Regions from separate parts of the Mus musculus genome. Here region 2 is linked to region 1. The links are chromatin contacts, called in public HiChIP or PLAC-seq maps. All regions are on one chromosome and are shown on one strand. Each heading gives the region's core, a stretch centred on a gene start, on an enhancer-like site or on the middle of the called end of the contact. The rest is flanking DNA. Distances are from core to core; before and after follow the strand shown.

Region 1 (7,212 bases), core at 3,189-5,688:
CAAGCAACAGGAACATGGGAGGCACCTCCTGAACATGTGCAGTTGTTTGGGTTTGATTGCTATACATTTCAGAGAGAAAGTCAAAGGAAATATTCAGCCGAGGGTACGTGGCTGCCCAGTTGCCACCAACTTAGGCTAATTTTCATCACTGTGTCTTTGGTCAAACCTGAGTGTCTATGGCACATCTGCCAGCACATTCACAAGACTGTGAAGAGCTAGGAGTGCAAGATGATCTGGTCTCTCTCATTGTTGCCATACCAAGAAATCTATGCCCAGAAAGTAAATTCGTCCCAATCACACAGCGAGCAGTCAGTACAAGATCAGAACTCACATCTCTGGGGGCTCTTCATTTTTTGCTGTAGTTTCTAGGAAAAAAAAATACAGAAATGTTTTCTTTTTCTCTATGAGAGTTGGGTCCCAGTGTATTGGAGAGTGGCCTGGGATTTTAGACAGAATCTCCATTTTGCAGTGGAAAGAATATAAAGCCCAGAGGAAAAATCAGTGTGCCCACAAACATGTAAGTAGATTTAGAGTCAACCAGTCACCATCTAAGGAACCTTAGTTTCTGTGTGTAAGGGTTCCATTCCATTCTCTCTATCCCACTGCCCCTCTCATCATCAAATAGTACAAAGCAATGAGGAATAATGCACAAATAATAACTATGACTCTTCCAGTACCATGTATGGGACCAGCTGTAAGGTTATCACCATTACTATTTAATCGCAAATAAAAACCATCAATGTTTTAGAGCAACCAGACTGAATGGTGTGGTTGTTAGCCACCTACATTGTGTACTTCCGATGAGAAGAATTAGAACTTGTTTATCCTCCTGCTTTGGTCCAATGGATGCCTGGGGAAAGTGAAGAGGCAGGCAGCTCTGTGGCTCAGCTCTAGGATTTGTCATGAGGTCGCAGCTTTAGGAGTCTCCAAGTGGGATACAGGACTCCACTGATGCTGAGAATCAGGGGAGAACCGAAGCTGGCTTCCTTGAAAGGAGCCTTTTCTACACCATGGAGGTGGCTTTATAAGTGGTACAGTGGAACATACACTAAATGACTTGTATCTTTAAAGGCAGCTAATAGAGTTTAAGACAACCGGAGATCTCTGGGGTTCTCATGGCACTCCACACCCCAGAACTAACGTGAGGAGAAAGTGAGAAGGGGTACCCTACTAAAAGAGGAGTAAAAAGGGTTTCAGAAAACCTACGAGACAAAGACTTGTAATTGTATTTAAAAGCAATTAGTGGAGAAAGGTAACTGTGGTCGCAGGTAAGCTCCCAACAGGCTTCTCTCATCCCGGATTCTCTTGGCTTTCAAACAAGAGTGGGCTTTTTGTTTTTCACCCAGTATTTAACACTCCCAAAAGGTATGTGAAGCAAGTTACACCACTCGCATATTTCCACTTACATAACAGGCACATCGCAACATCAGCTTTTAGTTTTTCCAGATACTAAGAGATGAAGCTTGGTCTATATTCCTATGGGAGAATAAATAGAAAACTGTCTCTCTTCCTAATATATTAGTACCCTGTAATGCGGACCATATGATCAATAAACTGTAGAAAAATTAAATCATACTGACAGTCTCAGGCAAAAACTGAACCAAGTAGAAACATTTTTTTTAGGACAGCAGTGCGTAGAATATTAAAATCACATGTTGCATTATTAAATCTTCTTTTGGAAGCCAAACAGAGTTATGTTGCATAACTACCTCAAGATACACGCTAATCTTACAGATAGTTTTTCCAATTAAAGGTATCAGGAGGTATTTAATCAGTAATACTGTCCTATAGTCTGTGCTTATGCCGAAGTTTGACAACTGGTTTTAGAATTTTCACTCTGGAGAGGCACTTGCTGCAAATGAAGAGTTGAAGTGCATGCACATGTACCACACCCCTACATTCCACCCTGAACACACAGAAAAACATCTCGGGGTGTCATCGTCCCTGCTTACACTATAGTTAAACAGGTATTACTCTCTGCACATGGCTTAACACCACTTTCTTCTAATAAGAATGCAACGTTTCTAAGTGCACCCCACCCACCATCAGAAGAATGTCTAGAAGGGAGAGCAATGGGTGCGAAGGCTGTCGTCGGAAATCCAGCTCTTGCTTTCCTAAGGATAAAGCAGGAGGCAGGGGGCTTGCCAGCACAGGTACCAGAGAAAGTGCTGATCCCACCCACCAAGGAGACACTCAAACCCTGGGAGGCCTCAGCCCAGGTAGCTGCTGCACCCAGCTTCTATGCTTCTAAGTATTTAGTGGTCTCATCCTCCTCCTCACCCCAGGACCTGGAAGGGTCTTTTAAAAATTCAACAACTTGATTATAAGACCTTAAGTCATCTGGCTCACTACGCATGATAATAAGCCTGCCGCCACCAGGAAGGCAGGCCCCCCAGTGACAAGTCCTCTGAATAGCATCCTAAGGTTGAGCGCCTGGGATCTGAGCAGAGAATTGGATCTCCATAACTACTACTGTAAGCCCCCTGGCCTTTCACAGCCCGTAATCTTCCCTCCAACTGTCCCTATCACAAGAGGGCCATTCTTAATTTTAAATTCTAAGAAACCCATCGTCTCACAGAATTCTAAGGAAGGTAGTCCGGCAAGAACAAGAGGCCACTGCCTAAGAGTCTTCAATGAAGGAAGTTAAGCCAGGTCGCCACAGCCTGCCCCGGCTAACCCCCTTCCAAAAGGATGAAGCCTCCGTGCAGGAGTTCTTTCTATTTTGGGGGAACTTAACTGGGAACACAGATGTTTCTTCCGTTAGCCGTGTTGGCAGAGCGGCTCCTGGACGGCATCCGAGTTCTTAATGCAGGAAGGGGCCTCACAGACCATCTACTTGAATCCACTCATTCAACTGAGGAGGATACTGAGGCCAAGGGGGTACTTAGGTGGCACACCCAGCTGGTGGCAGAGGGGCAATGCTTTGGTGACAAGTTTTCCACACATTTACATCAAAAGTCGCTTTAAAGGAAAAAGTCCTATTTTTTTACTTCAACCCTGGATGTATGTCAATTGCTCCCCCCCCCCCCCCGTTTAATAAATCCTTTTTCTCCCACTTCAATTCCTGAGCCTCCCACCGCTCTTTCAGCTGAAACTTGCATCTGTTCTAATAGTTGAGCTAGCGCCTCAACTTTGAGGGAGTGTAGCTCCACTGTGGCCCCCAAGCAAGACTGTGGCAGGCAGCCTTTCTTTCAGTGGCCTCCCGGCACAAGTCAGGGAGTGAGCTAGTTTAAAGCTGATGCCCGGGAAGCGGCCTATCAACTGGCACACAGTAGGCGCTCAACAAGTGATGTGCTCCTCGCTGCCCAGCACCTGGCCCGGTAGAGCCGCGTTCCACCCTCTGGGGCTTTCAGCCAAGCGAGTAGCGAGTGACAAGGCCGGCTAGCGCGACTGGCCCTGCAAGGCAGCGCGACGGAAGGGGTGGATGTTTACATGCAGCCGGGACGAGCAGCGCCACTCCGGCAGGAGCCTGCCTTGCTCGGAGACCGAGATGGGTCTCACTCGCATCTGACTCGGATACAGAGCAGAGAGCCACAGGTTTCCTCCATATCTTGGAGCTCGAGCTCACACCTTCCGAGGTGCTGGGCCGGACTCCCAGCTGGAGATCACCCCTAAGGAGGTGGTTCCAGCTGCCGCGAAAGCACAAGCACGCCCCAACTTGAATTCGCAGGCCGGGGATTGGGGGTCCGGGAGGGCGGGGAGCTCGCGGCCAGCACGGCGCCCGGGGGTGGGGGAGATGGCTGCGGGACCCTGGGGGCTGACAGCGCAGCGGGGCCCGGGGCCCGGAAGGGGTTGGGTGGGACCCGTGGGACTGCGCTCACCCATGAAGAGGCAGAAGAGGTCCAGGCAGATGAGCAGCACCCGCTTGCTGCCGCCCTTCCTCGGGTTGTTGTTGAGCGCCGGGCTGCCGCCGTTCTTACTCTCAGGGACGATCGCCTTGTCGTACTTGTAGCTTTGCATGGCGCTGGCTGCGGGGAGCCTCCCGGGGCGATGCGGGCCGCCGCTGCTCAGGAGCGGGTATGCGGGCTCGGGACGCGGCGGCGAGAGTGCAGCCCGGCGGAGTAGTTCCAACTGCAGACGCGGGTAGGTTTCCCCTCTGGGCGCCTCTGCTTTCCTCTCAACCCCAAACTGTTCGCTAGTCCAAGGGGAAGAGAGCCAAATCCCGAGCAGGAACTTTTGCAGAACTGTGCTGCCCCGGACGCGTCCGGCTGGCGTGCGTCTGCGTGCTGGAGTTTGCGAGTGGGCAGCGTCGGCGTCCCGCCACGATCCTCCGCAGCTACTTAATGAATGGAGCAGCGCGGAGCCCTGCAACTCCGCAGCGTCCTGCAGCTAGCTCTCCTCAGCGTCTGCCCAACTCCAACTCTGCCTCCTCCTCCTGCTCCTCCTCCTCCTGCTGCTGCCGCCCGGGCTGCCGCTGTGATCGCTCGGTTTGTTTTCTGAGCTTATATTTCACGAGCGCCTTTAAAAAGCGAGGGGGGAGGAGAAGGACCTCCTTACTTGGCTCCAACAAGATTCAGAAAGCACAGCCCCTTCCTTAAGCTGCCTAAAACGTAGGATAATTAAGGCCACATTTCCCCCACCCCTTTTCCAAAAAAAAAAAAAAAAAAAAAATCGTAAAAGAAAAAGTTGTTCTCAAACCAGAGAATCAGGGAGCCCCTAGCGTTCAGAAACTCCAAAGCATCACAAAAGGGGAGGAAAAAAAACATATAAATAAAATTTTTTTTTCTTGCTGGCCTTTGATTAGAGGTGGGGAGAGGATCGGTGGGAGGTCTATAATACTAAAATGCTTTCTTTATTTACTTGTTTATTTATTTACAAATTTCAGCCTTGAATTGGATTATCCTAAAAATTCAATTTTCAAGGAAAGCTAGGTTGGTTGTTGTTTTGCTTTTAACGCTCAGCACCGGATAATTGTGCTAGATTCCGAAGATCCTACGGTGTAAAAGACTCCGGGCTGGGCGGTGGTGGCGCACTCCTTTAATCCCAGCACTTGAGAGGCAGAGGCAGGCGGATTTCTGAGTTCAAGGTCAACCTAGTCTACCGAGTGAGTTCCAGGACAGCCAGGACTACACAGAAAAACCCTGTCTCGAACCTCCCCTCCACCCCCCCCCCCCCCGAAAAAAAAAGAGACTCCAGAGCCAGACCCCCTGTTCTAGAATCCTATGTCTCTGTGCCTTAATTTCCCCGCGAGTAAACTACAGACACCAAAATATTTCTCCCCAGGCAGTCATGGTGGAGATATAATTGATTCTTTCTCATGTGCTTCTGCAGCAAAGCTTGCACAACAGAGGAGCTCGGTGAGTTGAGCCAATACTACTAGTTCTGAACGTGGGTAACCAAAGCCAAGCCTGCCCGCCTCTTTCCTAGTCCAGCTGGCCTCCGGCATACCTGAGCATTATTGGCCTTGACTTTCAAGGAATCTGATGTTTCCCTTTGAATACTTTTTATATGGTTTTATATGATTTTTAAAGTTGATTACTTTTTTATGAGCTGGTTTTTTGTTTTTTGTTTTTTTTTCCTTCAAGAGAATCAACACTTGAAGGGTCAGGACCCTCCCTTACATTTTCCTTAGTATCAAGCTTGGAGCACAGTACATAGCATACAAATGCACATTTCTTCCAAGGGTCTTTATAATACAGAGGTGGAAATGGCTCAATGGTTCTAGCATTGTTGTTTGTTTGTTTGTTTGAGACAGGGTCTCTCTCTCTCTCTCTAGCCCTAATATGTCTTAGAACTCACTATGTAGACCAGGCTGGCCTCAGACTCACAGAGATAGATCTGCCTGCCTCTGCCTCTCGAGAGCTGGAATTAGATGCAGCTGGTTCTAGTTTTTATAAAAAGATTATTCTATCTAGTATTCTATATCAGTCTATACAGACTAGTGTTTTGCCTGCATGTATGTCTGTGTGCCATATGCTCGAAGCACTCACAAAGGCCAAGGAGGGCTGTTAGATCCCTACAACTGGAGTTACAGATGACTGGGAGCCACTGTGTGGGTGCTGGGAACCCAATCTGGGTCCTCTGCAAGAACACTAGTTGCTCTTAATCACGGAGCCATCTCCCCAGCTCCAAGTCCTAGCTTTTGGATGGATAGTACAAATGATATCCGACTGCCCTAGTGGGCCACTCCATAACTCTGTATCCCACCGCCAGCCCTCTTGAGTATCCCTTTTATTGCCTACCGCTTCGGTCCCACCCCTCTACCTACATCATAAACCTTCCTCCCCTCAACTAGCACACTGTTTCTCCTCCGGTGCACCCTGATCTTTCACCCCCTCTCCTTGTCCTGCTTGGTTCCAGCACAGGATTAATTTTACCTTCAATATTTCGCCTAGGCCACTCGTGCAACACTCAGTCTAACTTGGTGTCAGTTAACAAAAACTAGTCATTTGTGTAAATGGCCTTTGACGTGGGACCGTTGATTATCCTCAGTGAGCCTCTGTAGTGCTCAGGGTTTGAGGTATGCTGAATTAAGCCCACATTGGACCTAATTAACGATGAGACTGGCAAGGAAAGGCAAAGTCCTGTCTTCTGAAAGCAAGATGCACCAAGAAAGTGCTGGAGCGGACGTGTCAGCTGCCAATCAGAGGCATCCCGCCCATCAAAGGAGAGCAGGTGAGGCCCCTTGGCATCTAAGAGAAGTTCCTTGAAACCCCCTTCAGGAGAAGCAGCACAGCCTCACCTGGGAAAACAGCAGCAACAATGCGAAGCTAATGTTATAATTAACAGCACTCTAAAAGGAATTCTGGGTACCCGAGGTTCTTCCATGCTCACAATCCTCTTCTTCACGTGCAGAAACCTCCTTGAAATTCAATGTGCCAAATCTTCAGAATTCCAATCAGCACAGAAAGGCAGCTTCTGCCGCCTGCTCTAACCTGCCGCCCACCTTGGGTCCTCCAGCATCTGCGCTCCCACTTCCCACTCCGGCTTCATTCCCTTGCACAAGTGGCCATAACTTGCTGCTTCAAGGCCTGAACCCTGAAGCCTGTCTTAGAGATCTGAAGGAGCAGCAGTGAAAACCACTGCCCAAGACACAACTGAGTGGAGCTCAGCTAGTCCAACCTACCTGCTCCTCCTCCTCCTCTGGAAGATGACTTACATTAACAACAAATGCACTTTAAAAGCCCAGCTTTTCTCCAACCATAGCTGAGCCATCATTGCTGTTTTTACAAATTACTGAGATTGCTAACTTTAGCCCACACTAGCTTCGGT
Region 2 (7,212 bases), core at 3,061-5,560, 530 kb before region 1:
TTAGAGGAGACACAGGTTAGGGAAGGCACAGGTTAGGGAAGGCACAGGTTAGGGAGGGCACAGGCTAGGAAGGGCACAGGTTAGGGAGGGCACAGGTTAGGGAAGCACGATAGACGGTGAATCACAGTGATACCCAATCATGGAATTGTTTCTGAAACCCAAGGGCCCTTACTATGGTGCTGGCTATCCAGCCTGGAGACAAAGCCTCCCCACATCCCCACCAGTTACTGGAACTCAGCCTGAAGGCTAATTTCCATTTCCTAAGTGATTTGGGTGGAGCGCAGCCACACCCACTTGTTGACATATTATCTGTGGCTGCTTTGGCTCTTTAATGATGCAGTCCAGTCAGTTGCATCAGAGATCGTGTTTCCAGCAAAGCCTAGAAGATTTACTATCTGGCACTTTTAGGGAAGTCTATGTCTGCCCTAGCTTAAAGGAATATGCAATGCTCTGATGAGCTCTACCACCCTGAAAGGAATGGAGCCAATACCCCATCTTCAGACCAGAGCAACGTGTTATGCAGTTGAGCCAGTTAACAAAAGCCCTTTTGCAGCCTACTTGTTCCAAGTCTGTTCAGTCCCCTTTCTGTGTGCTTCCACTGGCGATGAGATGCCTTAGGTTCCCAGTTTTGTCTCAAGTTTCTGAACTGGGCTTCTGATCCCCTGGTTTAATTGATATAACCAATTTGAAAACACCCAAGACTTTCTGTCCTGTCTTCTTGTGCAAATGTGCTATTTTGTTCAGACCTAGCATCCAGAAAAGGCTGGCCAAAGACAAGGAGACAAGCAAAAAGGCAGATCTAGGTCTTTGCCTTCCAAGAACCATCTCGTAGGTAGTAGGAAAGAGCTGAAAAGTGATATTTGACCAGGAGGACAAACCCAGCTTCATCAAGGCTATGGGTACAAAGGAAGACATTGAGCTCTGGTTTTGAAGACACTAAGTGGTTTAAGATCGGATATGGAACAAACCTTTTATCATATCTGATGTTTCAGTGTGGTAATAACTGAAGGCGGAAGGAGGGAAGATGGTGAGACTGGAGAAAAGGAAGGGAGAAGTTTGACGGTCCTTCTTCCTCTCCCCACCCTTCCATACCCTGTAGTGCAGAAAGCTGCCCCTGTAAGCTCTTGTTATCAGACTCTTGTGGCATCCTGTTCATCTTCCGGTCAGAGATGCTGGGGAAAAGGTTGGATGGCAGGAGAAGATGCTGGGGTCCTCCTATGCCTGCCACTGTTCTGGAGTGTGTTTCTGGTTGCCTACTCTCTGCTGTCTTAGCACTCTTGGTTCAACTTCTTCCTCTGCATCCTCATTATGCTGTGCTCTCCAGACTTTTAGTAAGGAGCTCACCTTTCGTGCTCCTTACAGCCCTATGGATGGATGGCTGCCGCTTGCTCTGTCCTTAGTCTCTAAACCACTGTCTCTCCGTCTCTGTAGCCTCACAGTTCTTATTAGTTCATTGCCACTGTTAAATTTGCTCCATTTAACTTGCTGCATGAGTTCTACTATTTTTCCTGGAGTCAGATTGAAACAGGGATGAAAGATGGAAAAAGACCTCACATTTCTTTGTCCCAGCATCCCTACCCCTTACCATTGGCCTGCAGAGCAGATATACTCAATAAATAACCACAAGTCAACTAAGAAAGACAGAGAAAATTAGTCCTAATTTTCTCAACCCCTAGCAATCATGAATCCAATGAGGATGAAAATGAGGGTGTGGCAGGGTTGGGTTAGGGGGACCCTGGTTTTGTAAATCCTTAAAAGTGAAAGTCTGTCAGTTAGACAGCTCATGAGACAGGGCTGCCACACATGCTGGGACTAAGAGGAAACCACCTTCCCACAAGACTCAGTCTAGACGAGGCAGAGAGCTTTCTGAAGCCTTGAAGCCACTCCAATTTCTGGGGAAGATCAAATGTAGATAAAATACTGGCGCTCTAAAAGCTTTGTGGTTCAAATCAGAAGATGGATGTCAGTTCCTCACTGAATGAGGCTCAGCAGGGAGTCAGGAAGACCAGAGGACAGCAGGCAGGGCTCTCATGGTTTCCAGGGTGGGACCTCGTTCTTAAACCAACCAGTCTTTGTAACTGTATATTTGATCAGGCTTTCCAGGACTCCAATTCTGATCAGCATTTCTCTCCCAAGTAGCAAGATGCAAAGGAAGGAACATAAACTTGAGAGCTCAAAGCAAGATTCTGATTTTCCTTTTGCTGTTTATTGGTCTTCAGATCTTGTTGAAGATAAAGTATCTTTACGTTGCAGAGACTTTTACCTGTTAAGACAGATATGTAGTATCTACATCACATGGAACAGAGCTATTAAAATAAAATTATTTGACATGGAGAGATGTTTGGCAGTTAAGAGTGTTTGCTGCTCTGTAGGGGACCCAAATTCTCTCGCCCTATTGAGTGACTCACAGCTGCCTATAACTCCAGCTCAGGGAAACCTGATGTCCTCTACTAGCTTTTCTGTATACCTGTACTCCTGTGTGTGTGTGTGTGTGTGTGTGTGTGTGTGTGTGTGTGTGCGCAAGCGCACGTGTGTGCATGACATTATTTAATATTTTAATGAAAACAGTAATGGGTTAAAGAGACATGACAGAAAGTAGGTTTCCAGGTGGGGTCTCTGCCTTGGCCCCGGTAGTTAACCTGTTGTTTCTTCACTTAACCAAAAAGGCTGATAATAGCATCTACTTACTGTTGTTGTGATCCAAGATGACTGTTATGAAGCACAGTGCCTGGTACCTCATGAGTGTTCAACACCTTCAGAATGAGAGTGTCCCACTTTGCACGTATGAGACACGTGCCTGGGTTCTCTAATCCTCACACTATTCTGTAGATTAGTGTTGACAAAGACATTTACACAAAGTTATGACTTGCCAAGGGTTATGAAGGTCACCCTTGCCTACGGTTACATAACTGATCACATAGTAAAGTCTGACCAACTACAAAGCTCTTACTTAAAAACATGTATATTATTATTTAATTATTAATGATTAATATGGTGTTATTGAACTATATATAAGGTACTTTGTAAGACCACTTATTATTAACCTACCAGTTTCCTACTTTTTATGTGTAAAGAAGGACTTACTATCATCTGTGATATACTCCTCTAGGATTAGAGTTACTTTCTCAAGTGGACAGGAGCCACTGCTCCTCCATACAAACCAGGATCTCCTTTTCTGCCCTAGAGAAAGAAAATGTGTCCTTACTATTTGGTGTGATCTCAGGATCAGATCCAAAGGCAGAGTGTATGTGGAGGAGACTTTCAGTAAAATCCATGTCTACATTCATATGATGAGTTAGAAAGCTAGTTTAGAAAAATCAGTAGACTTGGGAGTCCAGGAAGCAGGAATTTAGGTCCAACTTTGGATCTGAAATGCATGTATGCGCGCGCGCGCGCGCACACACACACACACACACACACACACACACACATACACACACACACGGGGAAGGGGAAGGGGGGAAGAGAGAGAGAGAGACAGTGTGAGCTTTTCACAGAGCCTCAGTTTCTTGACACGTTGAACAATGTGATTTTTGACATCAGTTTTGATCCTAAAACCTGCACAGTACTTTGCTACAATGTCCATATCCACTTGCTTAACTGGACACCACAAAGTCTTCACCTGACACCACTAGGGCGTCTCACATCCCTCAGCACCTGGCTGGGAGCAAAGTGCCAGTCTACAATTACAGCTCCCCCAAACCATTATTCCTAAGCTTTAGGCTGAACCCTAATACTGGAAGTTTGAAGTTTTTATGATTTTGGCGAGAGAAGGCATCCTGTTTTCCAGGGAGAAAAAGCTTTTAAAAAATGTATTTCTCTGCAAATCTATTCTCTCAAAATCATATTTTAGTGAGTTAAGTGCAAATGAATAGGAAACATATGCATCTCATTTTCACGGAAATTCACATGACCTGTAAGTGAGAAGGGAGAAGGGCTGGGTAGGTCAGAGACGGAGAACAGCCATATAATGGCAGGGAGGAAAGCCGTGGAACTGAAGAATCTGATGACATTCTAATTCATTAGCACTTTCTGAGGGTGACAGAGACTCTCGAGTCTCCAGAATTTAGGTTCCAAATGCATAAAGGGGAAAGAGAGAGAGAATCGTGTCTTTGCTACCAGACCACAGTTTGGACCATTTGCTGACAATGTTAGCCTGTGGGAATGCGCTACCTCAGGAGTGCCCTTTCTACAGATGGAAGGGAGCGAAGTTGCCGAAAACCCACGCAGTTCCAAGGCTCATTATAATGTGTGCAACGGTCTCCGGAGCACAGCTGGAATACAGTGCAATCTACTCATCTGCTCGTGTTTCTGCACCACTTTGGCACCTGACTTAATCAGCAGAAGTCAGGAGAAGGTGCGGCTGGCAGAGCCACCTGACCCGAGCATCTGTGAATACACTTCATCAGTTCCACCCCCCTCCATCTTTAACTCCTAAGTTCTGTGAAAAGTCAACAACCTGTAAAAATAATTGTAACGTGTGCTCTAGAATTACTATAGTCGCAGAACGGCTTACGAGTAAATACGTTACAGCTGGTGACAGGGAAAACAGCTAGCAGTGAAGTCTCAGTTCATGAGAGTCCATGCGTGCTTAATGGGTTGGGTCAGGTCTGCGCTGATAGCTTTTGAGCCCTTTCTAGGCCATTCTCTTTGAGGTTTGCCCCATATCTCCAGTCAGTTTCCATAGCCAGGACTCTTGTTTTTCTAGCTATTTCCAGGGTTACCTTCTGTTATTACACATTTCTTTTCCTTTTTTTTTTCTTATTCACTTTACATCCAGCTCACTGCCCCCACCCCCATCCAATCACAGCCTCCCATATTCCAGTTATTCAGGACCCACATGAAGACTGAGCTGCACATCTGCTACCTATGTGTGGGGAGGCCTAGGTCCAGCCCATGTATGCTCTTTGGTTGGCGGTTCAGACTCTGAGATCTCCAAGAGTTCAGGCTAGTTGATTCTGTTGGTCTTCCTGTGGAGTTCCTATCCCCTACAGGGCCTGTAATCTTTCCTCCTGATCTTCTGTAAGAGTCCCCAAGCTCCATTCGGTGTTTGGCTATGGGTGTCTGTATCTGCACATTTCCTGTGATCTGCGGGGTTGGCTGAAAGGAGGGAATTGGTTAGAGCCACATCTCTTCCCCTCTTCTCAGCCGTGGGCCTTGACCTGTCCTTTATGTGACCATTTAGTCCCTTTCTTCGTTCTTCCCCTGAGAGCGAGAGGGAGGAAGGGGAAAGCTTGTTGTGTTGCTGCTGCTTCTGGTTCAAACAAGCTGAGGGAACTGAAGTTCAAAAGCCACTCTAGTCCGATTAGACAGCTGTTGGATTCACCTGAGATATAAGCGCCGCCCTTGTACATTTGGAGAATACTTGCTGTGTTGGCTGTTGTAGTTTGTAGGCATCACAGATTAGCAGAGCTATTGATTGACTTGCTCCTTTAGTTGCTTGCATAAAACCTTTCAGTCCCACGGGAGAGCTAGAGCTCAGGATGAAAGCTTGCCGGTTAGTTCCAGCTGAATTTCTACAAGGCTTCTTTCTGTCTTGACTTATATGGTGTCCTCAGCAATATAGCCTATCTTCAAATTCTGGGAGGCCTTCAAGAGTAATTGCAGCAGCCTTTATTGTCTGGTGGGTTATTTGGATTCCCCTGAGATCAACAACTTGGACGGAGGTTTCTCATTTCTGATATTGGGATTTTTTTTTTTTTTTTTGGTTGGGTCAACGGTTGCACTCGAGGAGAATGCTATCTTCCTAATGGTGTAACTTCATTTAAACTACACACATATATATATGCACATGTACTTATATGTAATTTTAGGAAAACATAAAATAATATGCTTCCCTGTGGCCTTTTTATCCCCTAAAAATCCTTACTGTTGTTTATCCCATCTCTCTCTCTCTCTCTCTCTCTCTCTCTCTCTCTCTCTCTCTCTCTCTCTCTCTCTCTCTCTCTCTCTCTCTCTCTGCATTTCTCAGCCTCTTCAATTAAATCCCCATATCCCCATTCTCTAAAGCATTCTGAACCTTGACCAAGTATCCTTTCAGGGACCAATATTGCTCGAACTCTGAGCCTGTTACATACGTGTGCTCTACAGTTGCTGTTCTTATGCTTAAAATGTATCAGCTGTGCTTGCTAGGCAGAAGGCTCAAAAACTAAAACAGTGTATCAAGTGTATCAAGAAGCAGATGTGTAAATATCCCACCTCCAATATCTAAGGAGATGCTGAGGACCTTGCAGATGAGATGATGGGAGAGAAAACAACTGTATAGATGACTGGTTCTCCTTTATGACTCCCCCAAAGTTCAAGTCCACATGCATTTTTATTGATCTGGGAGAGAGTTTTCATAATAGAAATAACAATAATACAAAATTCAAAGGCTCTGAATGGTAGTGCACAGCTGTAACCATAGCTCTTGAGTAGCTCAATAAGGGGAATTAAGAGTTTAAATCCAGGATAGGCTACATACTAAGACTTCACCTCAAATAAAAATAACAATATCACCATTGTCTTCATTCATGTTTTTGTGTGTGTGTGGTTTTTTTTTTGTTTTTTTTTTTTTTTTTTTTGCTTTTGAAACAGGATACATAGAATGATTAATGTATAAAGGCATTTGTTTCTGACAGTCTCTGGACTAGGAGTGCTATATCTGGGTGTCACCATTTGGTGAGAGTTCACTAGTAGCACTCTGAGACAGGAAAGAGTATGTTTTTCTGAGACCTAGGGAAAAACGTGTCCAGAATTTCCTTCATCTTTTTAAAAGGCTACTATCTCCATCCTGCCTCTTCATGCTTTTTTTCTAGCCTCAATCACCTCACAAAGGCCCAACTATTTCAAATACAAATAGTATATAAATTTGGAGACTGATTTTTTAATTTAGTTTTAATTTTTTATTATTGGGTATTTATTTCATTTACATTTCCAGTGCTATCCCAAAAGTCCCCCACACCCTCCCACACCCACTCCCCCACCCACCCACTCCCACCTCTTGGCCCTGTCATTCCCCTGTACAGAGGCATATAAAGTCTGCACGACCAATGGGCCTCTCTTTCCACTGATGGCCGGCCAGGCCATCTTCTGATACATATGCAGCTAGAGACATGAGCTCTGGGAAGGGGGGAGGGGTACTGGTTAGTTCATATTGTTGTTCCACCTATAGGGTTGCAGTTCCCCTTAGCTCCCTGGGTACTTTCTCCAGCTGCTCCATTGGGGGCCCTG

What was found. HiChIP or PLAC-seq counts read pairs in DNA pulled down with a chosen protein or histone mark.
Region 2: a contact with region 1 is called in an H3K4me3 HiChIP or PLAC-seq map of embryonic limb bud, with 6 times the contacts expected there. The contact joins the enhancer-like site here to the promoter of Plpp3 in region 1. A contact is called at or near these places in 8 of 39 promoter capture datasets (3T3-L1-derived adipocytes, the C10 cell line, the HPC-7 cell line and 5 more), 1 of 15 datasets of contacts at CTCF or cohesin (the NIH/3T3 cell line), 8 of 484 Hi-C or Micro-C datasets (cardiomyocytes, cerebellum, embryonic stem cells and 2 more), 16 of 115 datasets of contacts at active chromatin or transcription factors (the NIH/3T3 cell line, craniofacial prominence, embryonic forebrain and 7 more) and 2 of 9 other capture datasets (embryonic stem cells and pancreatic islet).

Annotation. Positions count from the first base shown.
Region 1 is chr4:105,154,573-105,161,784 of GRCm38.p6, reverse strand. Plpp3 (phospholipid phosphatase 3) reads right to left here and starts at 4,438. Exons shown (of 6, transcript NM_080555.2): 1 at 3,822-4,438. The coding sequence starts at 3,960. Gm29838 (a long non-coding RNA gene) reads left to right here and starts at 5,114. Exons shown (of 2, transcript XR_376486.3): 1 at 5,114-7,212.
Region 2 is chr4:105,685,674-105,692,885 of GRCm38.p6, reverse strand. No RefSeq gene overlaps it. Among named protein-coding and RNA genes, the nearest start is that of Gm29922, 160 kb to the left of the region's middle. Within about 2 kb of position 4,310, at least 3 of the 459 cell types and tissues checked have an H3K27ac peak or open chromatin away from gene starts, as enhancers often do. A contact at or near this core is called in embryonic limb bud, where this site is marked.